2 separate regions of the Mus musculus genome follow, and region 2 is linked to region 1. A link is a contact called in public promoter capture Hi-C data. All regions are on one chromosome and are shown on one strand. Each heading gives the region's core, a stretch centred on a gene start, on an enhancer-like site or on the middle of the called end of the contact. The rest is flanking DNA. Distances are from core to core; before and after follow the strand shown.

The links. Promoter capture Hi-C pulls out the DNA fragments that hold promoters and counts their contacts.
Region 2: a promoter capture Hi-C map of pre-B cells shows a contact between it and region 1, with 3 times the contacts expected there. The contact joins the enhancer-like site here to the promoter of Rev3l in region 1. A contact is called at or near these places in 1 of 39 promoter capture datasets (pre-B cells), 1 of 115 datasets of contacts at active chromatin or transcription factors (memory CD8 T cells) and 1 of 9 other capture datasets (macrophages).

What each region holds. Positions count from the first base shown.
Region 1 is chr10:39,729,244-39,734,006 of GRCm38.p6, reverse strand. Rev3l (REV3 like, DNA directed polymerase zeta catalytic subunit) reads right to left here and starts at 1,847. Exons shown (of 32, transcript NM_011264.3): 1 at 1,394-1,847. The coding sequence starts at 1,532. It overlaps E130307A14Rik (RIKEN cDNA E130307A14 gene), which reads left to right and starts at 2,000. Exons shown (of 3, transcript NR_038037.1): 1 at 2,000-2,269.
Region 2 is chr10:40,525,004-40,529,766 of GRCm38.p6, reverse strand. No RefSeq gene overlaps it. Among named protein-coding and RNA genes, the nearest start is that of Slc22a16, 43 kb to the left of the region's middle. Within about 2 kb of position 1,941, at least 118 of the 459 cell types and tissues checked have an H3K27ac peak or open chromatin away from gene starts, as enhancers often do. A contact at or near this core is called in memory CD8 T cells and pre-B cells, where this site is marked.

The sequences.
Region 1 (4,763 bases), core at 598-3,097:
CAGCACAGCATTTAAAAAGGTAGAAAACCTATCCTCCAGAACATTATAATGCCTCTGATTTTCCAGTCTTCCACGTCTCAAATGCTATACTTTCTACCAACTGTTACCAGCATTCCGGTTCTCGATCTTCCAAGGTTCACAGCATCAAACTCTACTTGAAAAAGGAGTCTTTTACCCAGCCTTATTTATGTCATTGGCATTGTTAACAAAGAGAATTCACATTAAAAGGTAGTAGCTTAGAACGAGTGTCTGTATTTTGGGAAATGGTATTGTCTTGGTAGTCCACAGAAGCTGACTGTAGTAATAAAGATGAATGGCGACGAAGGCAAAGAGCATCAAGTGGGAAATGCCGTCTGAAACCCCATAGGGCTATACCTTGGTAAGAATCGTCTTCCAGAATACGGCTTTACCATTTCATCTTAACAGTTTAAAGCATGTAAAAAGACGCAAAACTGAAAGATAAAAACGCAAAACCTTGTATATCTGGCCCCTAACCTATTTATATTATAAACCCAAAGAGTGTTCCAGAACATAGCTTGTCATTTCCCCCCCCCACCATTTCTTCAAAATGGCTTTTTTTTTTTTAATCTATTTTTAAAATGCAACCCTGCAACCCAGCCTAGAGGAATTTTAAAATGCCTATGCTGCTGAGCTTGGCTGTGTTTCCTAACGAATCCACCCCCATTAGGTGTAGTATTTTATGTTGGGCGACACAAACACGTAGTTCCTATTTCCATGGATGCACATTTCCTGAAAGCATTGCACCTGAGGATGCCGCTCTGTCCCTGTCGAGGCATTAAACTCTAAGCAGTCACGACCTGCACTCACAGAAGAGCCACATGGTCACTTCAATGAGAAAAATTATCTGGCCCCGGGCGCCACTTTCTACAGCCACAGCATCTCCGGCAGGGGCAGAGGAGAGCGAGGGTGAACAGAGGCAACCGGGAGCGACGGACAACACGCCTGACACTTCGCCTCTGCCCTCAAAGCCTTTTCTCGAACGGGGCACTAGGGACACGTAGCGAGTGGCCGGGGTCTCCGCCGGGGACCGACCTCTAAGGACCCGCGAACTCGTCCTTGGGGACGAGGCGCAGCCACCCGACCCACCGAGGCAGGGGCTCCAGCCTGCTCGCCGCTCGCAAAGGAGAGACCGGGCGCCCGCCGCCTCTCTGCCGCGGAGGGGGGCGCAGCGCTCACGCGAGCCCACATTTTTTTTTCTTTTGCGCCTCCTGTCACGCGCGCGAGAGAGAAGGCGAGCAAAGCCGAGAACAGGGCAGACTCCGCAGCGACCCTGTAGAGGGCCGCCGGCGGCGGCGTGCGCGCGAGTGCGCGGAGGGAGGGCAGCCCCGACGACCCGGCGCCCGCGCTCCCGCTCCCGCCCGCTCCCGCTTACCTGCCGGGGTCGCCCCGAAGACTCGTACCACCGGCACCTTCTTGACAGGGAGCTGGGTGAGCGGGGATTGGCAGGTATCCAGCCCCGGCAGCGGGCTGGCCATGTAGTAGTCGGCAGTCACTATCCGCACAGAAAACATGTTCGCCGCCGCCGCCACCGCCACCGCCTCCCCTCCACTCAGCGACCTGGCAGCAGCGGCGGCGGCGGGCTCCGCAGAGGCGCCTCCTCCCCTTCCTCCTCGGTTCGGCTTTTCCCCCCCGCCCCTCGCACGGACGCCGGGACGAGCGGCAGCGGCGGCGGCGCGCGGAGGCTGCGGAGGCTGTGTGCTGCCGCCGCCTCCTCAGACGCTCCGGGCGAGAGGCAGCGGGAGAGAAGCCCTCGCGCGTTCGTCGGGTCGGGTGGTACCGCTGCTGCTGCCGCCACGGCCGCCGCCGCCGGGAATCACACGGGCTCCTCGGTCCCAGGCTGCAGCTCTTGTTGCCATGATGATGATGTCACGGACGCAACCACTGGGGGAGGGGAGGAGGGGTGTGTGTGTGCGCGCGCGCGAGCGGCGACGGGGGGGGGGGAGGAGGCGGGCGGGCGCGCGCCCGGGGTGGGAGGGGACGAGGAGGGGGTTCTCCCCCGCTCGGAGCGCGCGGCTGGGGAAGAAGCTGGCGGGAAGCCGGGCCGCGCGCCGAGGAATCGATGATTCGGCCTGTGGGCCGGGTCACTGCGGCGGGGCCCGGGGAGCGCCGATAGCATGGATAGGCTCAGAGGGGCGCAGGGTTTTGGCGGCTTCCCGAGTTCCCCTCGCCGACCGCCATGTCACATCTTACGGAAGAGGCGGGGGCTGCCGCGGAGAGGATATTTTTTGTTTTGTTTTGTTTTCACAAGGTAAGGGAAGCCGCCAGCGGGAGAAGGGAGGCGCGGCACAGACCTCGGGCGGCCCTGGCCGAGCGGGAGGGTGGGAAGGAGGGAGGGCGGGCCGGGCGGGCGAGCGAGCGGGCGGGCGGAGCGTTGGACGTGCCGGCCCTTCTCAGGTAACGCGGCGGCGGAGCTGGAGCCCGGGCCAGCTCGAGGGGCGGGGGCGCGCGGGCCTCGGCCTATAAAAGGGCCGCCCTGGCGCTCGCTCCCTCCTCCGCCCTCCCCTCCCCCCAGCTCCGGGCGAGCCTCGCGCCCCGCCTCGCCCGCCTCCTCTTCTGCGGTGCTGCAGTGACTGCGCCCGGCCACTTAAGGAGATTTATTCACGCGCGGCCCTGCCCAGCTTTGCCCAAGCTGGGCAGATACACCGACAGCACAGGGATTTCCCACCGTCGTGGTTTTCTCCACCCCCCCACTCCCCCACCGCCTGCCCCTCTCGCACTAGGACAACCACTGTGGGTTCCCCCGCGCAGGCTACACACACACACCCCACACACACACGCGGCACGAGCGAGAACACGGAAAGACTTGTTTGCTCCACTCACCTCCCTCCCTCCACTCCTCTCGCGGCTGCTCGGAGAGCCCCGAGAGCCTTTCAGAGAAAATGTTGGCAAAAGGGAAAGGCTCCTAAAAGTCGGCGTGTTTTCATTCACTCTTAGTGCAAGATTTTACTACGGGTTGACACAGAAGAAAAAGGGGGTGGGGTAAGACATAAAATAAAAACCAACTTTATTTGGAGCTAGAAAGGAGATGAAGTGGCACAGTTAGGGATTGGGGGGTGCGGGGGCAACAGATGCTGCTGGTGAGGATGTTAAATTAGAACCTATGGATTTTGTCTGGCTTGGTCACTAATACTGGGCGTGACCTCGGACAAATAATTTGATTTTTTTAGGCCTCGTTTTTCACAGGTGAGTCGTCGCCGCCGCCCCCCCCCCCAATTCCGCCCCAACAAAAAGATTAAAGTAATAGGAAGCAGAAACTACAGTTTTCAGCTTTGAAATTTGCCACTGAAATTAGGACACTTGACAGTCATTATCCATCCAAAGTAGAGTTCATTCTGTCCCACTTAAAAAATTATACAGGTGCATTTTACTGCTTGTTATATTGCCTTGTATCTGGAGTGGGGTGAGAGCTCCTTGTTCACAGTCAATTGTGGATTTTCACATAAAATCAAAAGGCTTAAAGGGACACATTGCAGAACGCAGCGTTCCATACTAACAAATGTTAATATGAATTTATGCTTAGGGTGATTTGAGACTAATCAATACAGTAAATTTGCCTCAAGAGCATCATAAGAAGTGGCAAGACTAGGATGTAACCTACTAACAGCTATAGTACAGAGAATTTTTTACAAATTGACTTAAGTATTAGAAGACTATAGAAGAGACTTTAAAATATGACTTCCACACACAAGCCTTTTGTTCATCAGCAGTGTATGTATGCACTTACCGTGTGTTCTTTGGTACAAATAAACATTTTATACAGTCAGAATGTCAGATGGACAACACCAGTGATTTCCATGATGTCCATCAGTTAGAAACAATATAATTTAAAAATTACGCATAGACTTCATCAAAATATAATATAATAGTCTCAATTTTATACTGCTTGAGATATACAGGGCTGGCTGGTGGGGTTGCTAAGAATATGTTTCCATTTTCCATCCCCCCAACATGTGATTTAGTAAGTGACAAAATATTAAAATTAACAAAAAATATCCTAAATTTGTAGATTGGTGGTCTTGCTGCATGTCCTGTAGCACTTAGGATATTTTTTTGTTAATTTTAATATTTTGTCACTTACTAAATCACATGTTGGGGGGATGGAGAATGGAAACCTGTATGCTTAGCAACCCTACCAGCCAGCCCTGTATATCACAAGCAGTTAACATTTGTCAGTTATTGGAGCTCATTGACTGACATTTATCATCTCACCTATTTACCCAGAGCCTTTCAACCCTTCCATGACAATACTTTTAAACATCAGGTGAAAACATTTGCTTTTAACAATTATCTGTAATTGTAGGCAGAGACCATCTATATGAGGGGGAAGGAGTAGGTATATGGTGACTTAGTCAACAACAGGCAGCCCATTCTATATCACTGGCTTTCCTCACTATGTCCAGAACACTTGACAAGAAGAAACATAAGGAGGAAAAGAATTTATTTTGGTTTAAAGTTCTAAGGAATAAACTCTGTAAATGTGAGGAAGACATAGTCGTGAGAATGTGAGGTAACTGCTCATTTTTGTCCACTTAGGAAGCAAAGAAAGATGCTCAGTTCAGTTTCATCTTTTAATTTATGCAGGGATTCAAGATTATAAAATATTGATGTTCACAGTCGGTGTGGGTCTTCCCTCATCCGTTAAACCATTCTAGAAATACCCTTGTATTTCTGTGGTGATTCTAAATCTGACCAAGTTAACAATGAAGATTAACCATCATAACCTTCTAGCTTGCTCTTCTGTA
Region 2 (4,763 bases), core at 692-3,191, 800 kb before region 1:
TCAAATTCTCTTGAAGAGCAGCCTGCGCTATCTCTCCGCCCCACAATTTTTATTTAAAGGTTGTTTTTAACTTATGAATCGATGAGAGCCACAAAGTGGATGCTGGTAACAGAACTTGGGTTCCCAGGGAAGAGCAACGAGTTGTTGAGCATCTCTCCAGCCCCAAATTGTCCCAAATCTTGCTGATTAGTGTGTTCATTCCCCGTTTGTTTCAAATTTTCTTCTGTTACAAATGAAATGTTTAGACAGCTAAGAGTTCTACATCTTGATTCAAAGGAAGTCAGGAGAAGACTGGCAAAGTCCACCCCCACAGTGACACACTTCCTCCAACAAGGCCATACGTTTCCAACAAGGACTCATCTCCTAATAGTGTCGCTCCTTGTGGGTCAAGCATTCAAACACATGAGTTTGTGGGAGCCACACCTGTTCAAACCAGTGCGCACAGCAATAGAAACCTAAACTAAGATAGTGTTCCAGTGTACTCCAGCTTAGTTTTTGAGATGGGGCTCCTCACGAACCTGGTGGAGCTTAAACCATTTTGGCCAGAATAACTGGAAGACTGTGGGGCTGTGGGTGTGGGGGGAAGAGGGGAGTGGGAGAGAGCCCGTGTCCCATCAGAGTTCCGGTGCTCTGGGTGGGCAGATGAGGGAGGACTGCCGCACGCTTTCCACGCAGCCCTGGGTGAGTGTCTAGCTGTGTGAAGCCATGGACCCCAGCTCTGTGGGTGGTGGACAAGGGGCAGTCCTAGGCACCAGGTTCCCAGCTTCGGGTATCCCATACACCAATGGAAACCTCAGAAGAGCTGAGAACAGAATAAGGACCCCGGGACAGCCCTGAGCCCCAGGGCCGAAGTGAGCAGAGGGCAAGGGGAGAAGGCGCTTGATGGTTCCCACATGGGCTGGAGTGCAGGAAGACTGTCCAGCGGGAGTTTAGACATGGCTCATTAGGAGAAAGCCTATCCGATCGTTCAAGCACGGCAGGCCTTGATGAGCAGAGACAAGTCTATGGTTTTAGAGCTTTATTGTAGAAGGCAGGGGGAAGGAGAAAAGGTAGAAAGAGAGAGGCTGGCCATGGACACATGCGGGGGGGGGGGGTGGCGGGGGGGGGAGAGAAAGAGGGCTAGAGAAGAGAGTAAGAAAGGTGAAAGCTTAAAGAGAGCAAGGAGGGACCAAGCAGCCCCTCTTATAGTGGGCTGGGCTATCACTGTGTAACTGTGGGGAGGAGCATACCTGGCTATAGTCAGGTAACTGTTGGGGTGGAGTCTAGCCAGAATGCCAGAAGCTTGGGGCATTGTCTGTGTGATTGGTAGTCACAGAATTTTATGGAGTTGGAGGCTCTGTGGTTTCAGGCACCAAATTCTGGGAACATGGCTTGCTTTTCCATCCCTTGTAGAGTTTCCTACTGGGTTGCTGAAGCAAGCCCCATTCAACCAAAATAGACTGCCTATCACAGTCCCACAGCAGACAAGTCCACAGAATCCACCTGTCTCTGCCTCTGTCAATGCCAGGGGCTGCAGTTACAGACCCACATAGCTACACCCAGCTTTTACATGAGTAGTGGGCATTAGAACTCCTGTCCTTGTGCTTGAAGATCAAGTACCTTACCACCCCCTGCCCCAGCCCTTGAGCCCTACCCTTTTAATTATTGTTTTTATCAGCCATTTAAAAAATACATTACCAACTTAAAATTTTCCTATTGGGTCTGTGCTGCTGGCTGGTAAAACAGAACTGCATAAGAGCAGGGTGCATACGCATATACTGTAACTTTTATTTTAACAAAAAGTGTCCCAAACAGTTGTAAAATGATCCACACTATCACCTTTTTTCTTTACAGAAATACAAAATGTGGGAGACCTCGTTTTTTCTAGCCACTTTATTAACTCTGAAAGAATGTGCTGGTCGCCTGCTCACGTGTGCCTTCAGTCCTCTCTGCAAGGGCAACTGTGTGTCAGCAGCACTTCCTGTGTTCATAGCAACCTTCTGCACAAAGCTGCCCCAGGGCAATACCATGTCCGATGTCCCGCTTTTCTTCTGCAGCCTGGAAGCCCCCACCGGAAGTGGGTTCTGAACTCATAGAAACCACACCCACATACAGAAGGTACTCAGAAAATGTTGCTGAGGGGGCAGGGTCCTTGTCCCTCAACATTCCTCGATTTTCCCTGCCACTCAGGACAAGGCAGTCCTGTGTCCTGCGACTGCACTGCAGATAGACTTCTGTAGCCTTCAGAAGAATCTAGAACTCAGCTGTCCTGGGAAGAAGATGGTAGCAATATTTGTACTCGCTGTACTAGCAGTGTTGTGGACTACCTTCCCCGGCATCACTTTCTAAAGAGTAACTGGAAAGTCTACCTGAAATTACCTGAAGTTGTAACATTCAGACTGAAGTGTGCAGCCAAACCTTACATTTTTTTTAGAGAGACCAGAACTCCCTGGGAAGACCATGGCACACTTACAGAGAGGCGCTGTTACCCACAAAGAATGATGGCTCACCTCTCACCTAGTCTAAACAGGATCTTCCTCTGACCTCTCAGAGTGTGGTGTGTGTCCCAGGAAATTGCCAGTCCTGGGGACAAGTGACTCAGGACTGAGGAAGCTAAAGGTGGGAAGTCACTGATGGCTTTCAGCTAGGGACCACAGGGCAAAAGAAAGCTGTGATAGATCTGCACCAAGAGTAGTCCGGAACTTTTGGGGGCCGGATTGGAGTGACTGGACAGGACTACATAGAGATTCACTGTTTCAAAAGAGAAGGAGGAAGAGGAGGAGGAAGAGAGAATCTTGCCTCCCATCCTCACATTGTCTGTAAAGATTAACTAGAAAGCAGCCAGTGACTTAAACACAAGAGTCAGATTTTATAAGTCTGTAACTTTTAAAAATGTATAATTATTGGTGTGTGTGACGGGAGGGTGTGTCAAAGGACAATTGGGCAGAATCCGTTCTCTCCTTGGGTCCTGGGGATGGAACTCAGGTCACCAGGGAAATCGCCTCTACTGAGCCATCTCAGCAGTCCCAAATCTAAAAAATTTAAAGATAACTGCTCTGCCTGTTAATTTCTGAGCGATAATGTTATAATCAGTGCCTTGTGCCTTGACACAGCCCACATTTATTATCTCCCGATTCCCATGGGCCAGGCTCCTCTGCTTGGAGTCTCAATGGCTGCCATCAAGCTCCTAGACATGTGATCTCTTGATGCCACAAAGCCAGATTCTCCAGCTAGATGGGCACAGTTTCTTATGTAACAGTCATGTAATCACCGGTGCAGCCATCCGCTGTACAGCATTCTGCCTAGCAGCAAGCCACAGATCTTGCCCACAGTCGAAGCCAAAAAGCAGTAATGTAACGATGAAGAGAAGCACAGTTACCCTGCCCTGTCTGTACATGGACCCCACGGTAGAATGAAAACCTACGGAGGAGGAAACCCTGCCTCTGACTGTATTTGGCTTCTTGTCACTTTTCCTGGAGTGGTGCTGCCTGGACCCTCCCATTTACCCTGTATCCTGTATTACAAACAACCTGGAGGCAGACCAAAGTGCTTACGAGAATACAAAGAACTTGAGGGTCTGTGAAGGCCCTGGAAACAGATTCCCAGGGATCTCTAAGGAGAGCAGATAGGAGGCTTTTCTGAATGGGGAAGATGGATACAGGATCACGCAGACCATCTGTTTGCATAAAATCTTTTCTCTGTGGATGTTCCTTGGGCTCCCTGTCTGCTCCATTCTTTCCTGTGCATGGCTTTAGTTCCTCTCTTGCCCTGGCTTCTGACAGAAGGGGGAAGGAGCACACTATGGGTCAGCAGCAGCATCTCGCACACAGTTAGTTCCTGAAGTTGGGTGTAGCCGGGTTGTGCAACGGGAAATCCACAGCCTGATGGGCCTGGGAGATCCCAGCTCTCAGATCCCAGCTCTCACTTGCTGGTTAGGTGAACAGCAGCTAAGATGAAATACTTCCTACTCCCTCTCTCGTACATAACCTCAGGGCTCAGAGATAATTAAATCAGATAAAGTGAGGAAACGGCCAGGTTCACAAAATGATTAAAGATTGCTGTTATTTATAGATGATAGTAACTAGCAGTGCTGTGCTCTAAGTGGGTACGCTCAACATGAAACAGAAACGAGGAGGTCCCTGTGACAGCTATTTATTTGCATATATCGAAACACCAGGATTCTTGCTGACTGTCATAAGGATGGCTACAGCCAGGCATACATACTCTGACAATGGGCTCTTTACAGATCACCTGCAGGATGTCTCTCTGTTTGTTTGTTTTTGTTTTTCAAGACAGGGTTTCTCTGTGTAGCTCTGACTATCCTGGAATTCTCTCTGTAGACCAGACTGGCCTTGAACTCAGAAATGCTCCTGCCTCTGCCTCCCAAGTGCTGGGATTAAAGGCATGTGCCACCACTATTTTTATTATTATCATCATCGTCGTCGTCGTCATTATTAATTTTCATATACGAACAAGATAAATCTTGAGATACTTTAAGACTTTCCTTCCTATTCTGTCGAGAGTGTGGCTGCTTCACACAGGGGTGAAAATACACTAAATAAGATTTCTGTGTCTGATTATTATTAAATTAAAACGCACCAGTGTCCTCTGCGTGTAGTAACACTTTCTTCCACAAGGGGGCAGAATAAGGCTGCATATAATGTTCTTCTTAAAAGGGAAGAAGTTTGTATTACATCTTAAGAGACACTGTATTCCAGTCATTGTTTAAACTTAATTTTTTTATTTCCTACATACATGAATTAATTGTATTCTCTAAAGCAAGA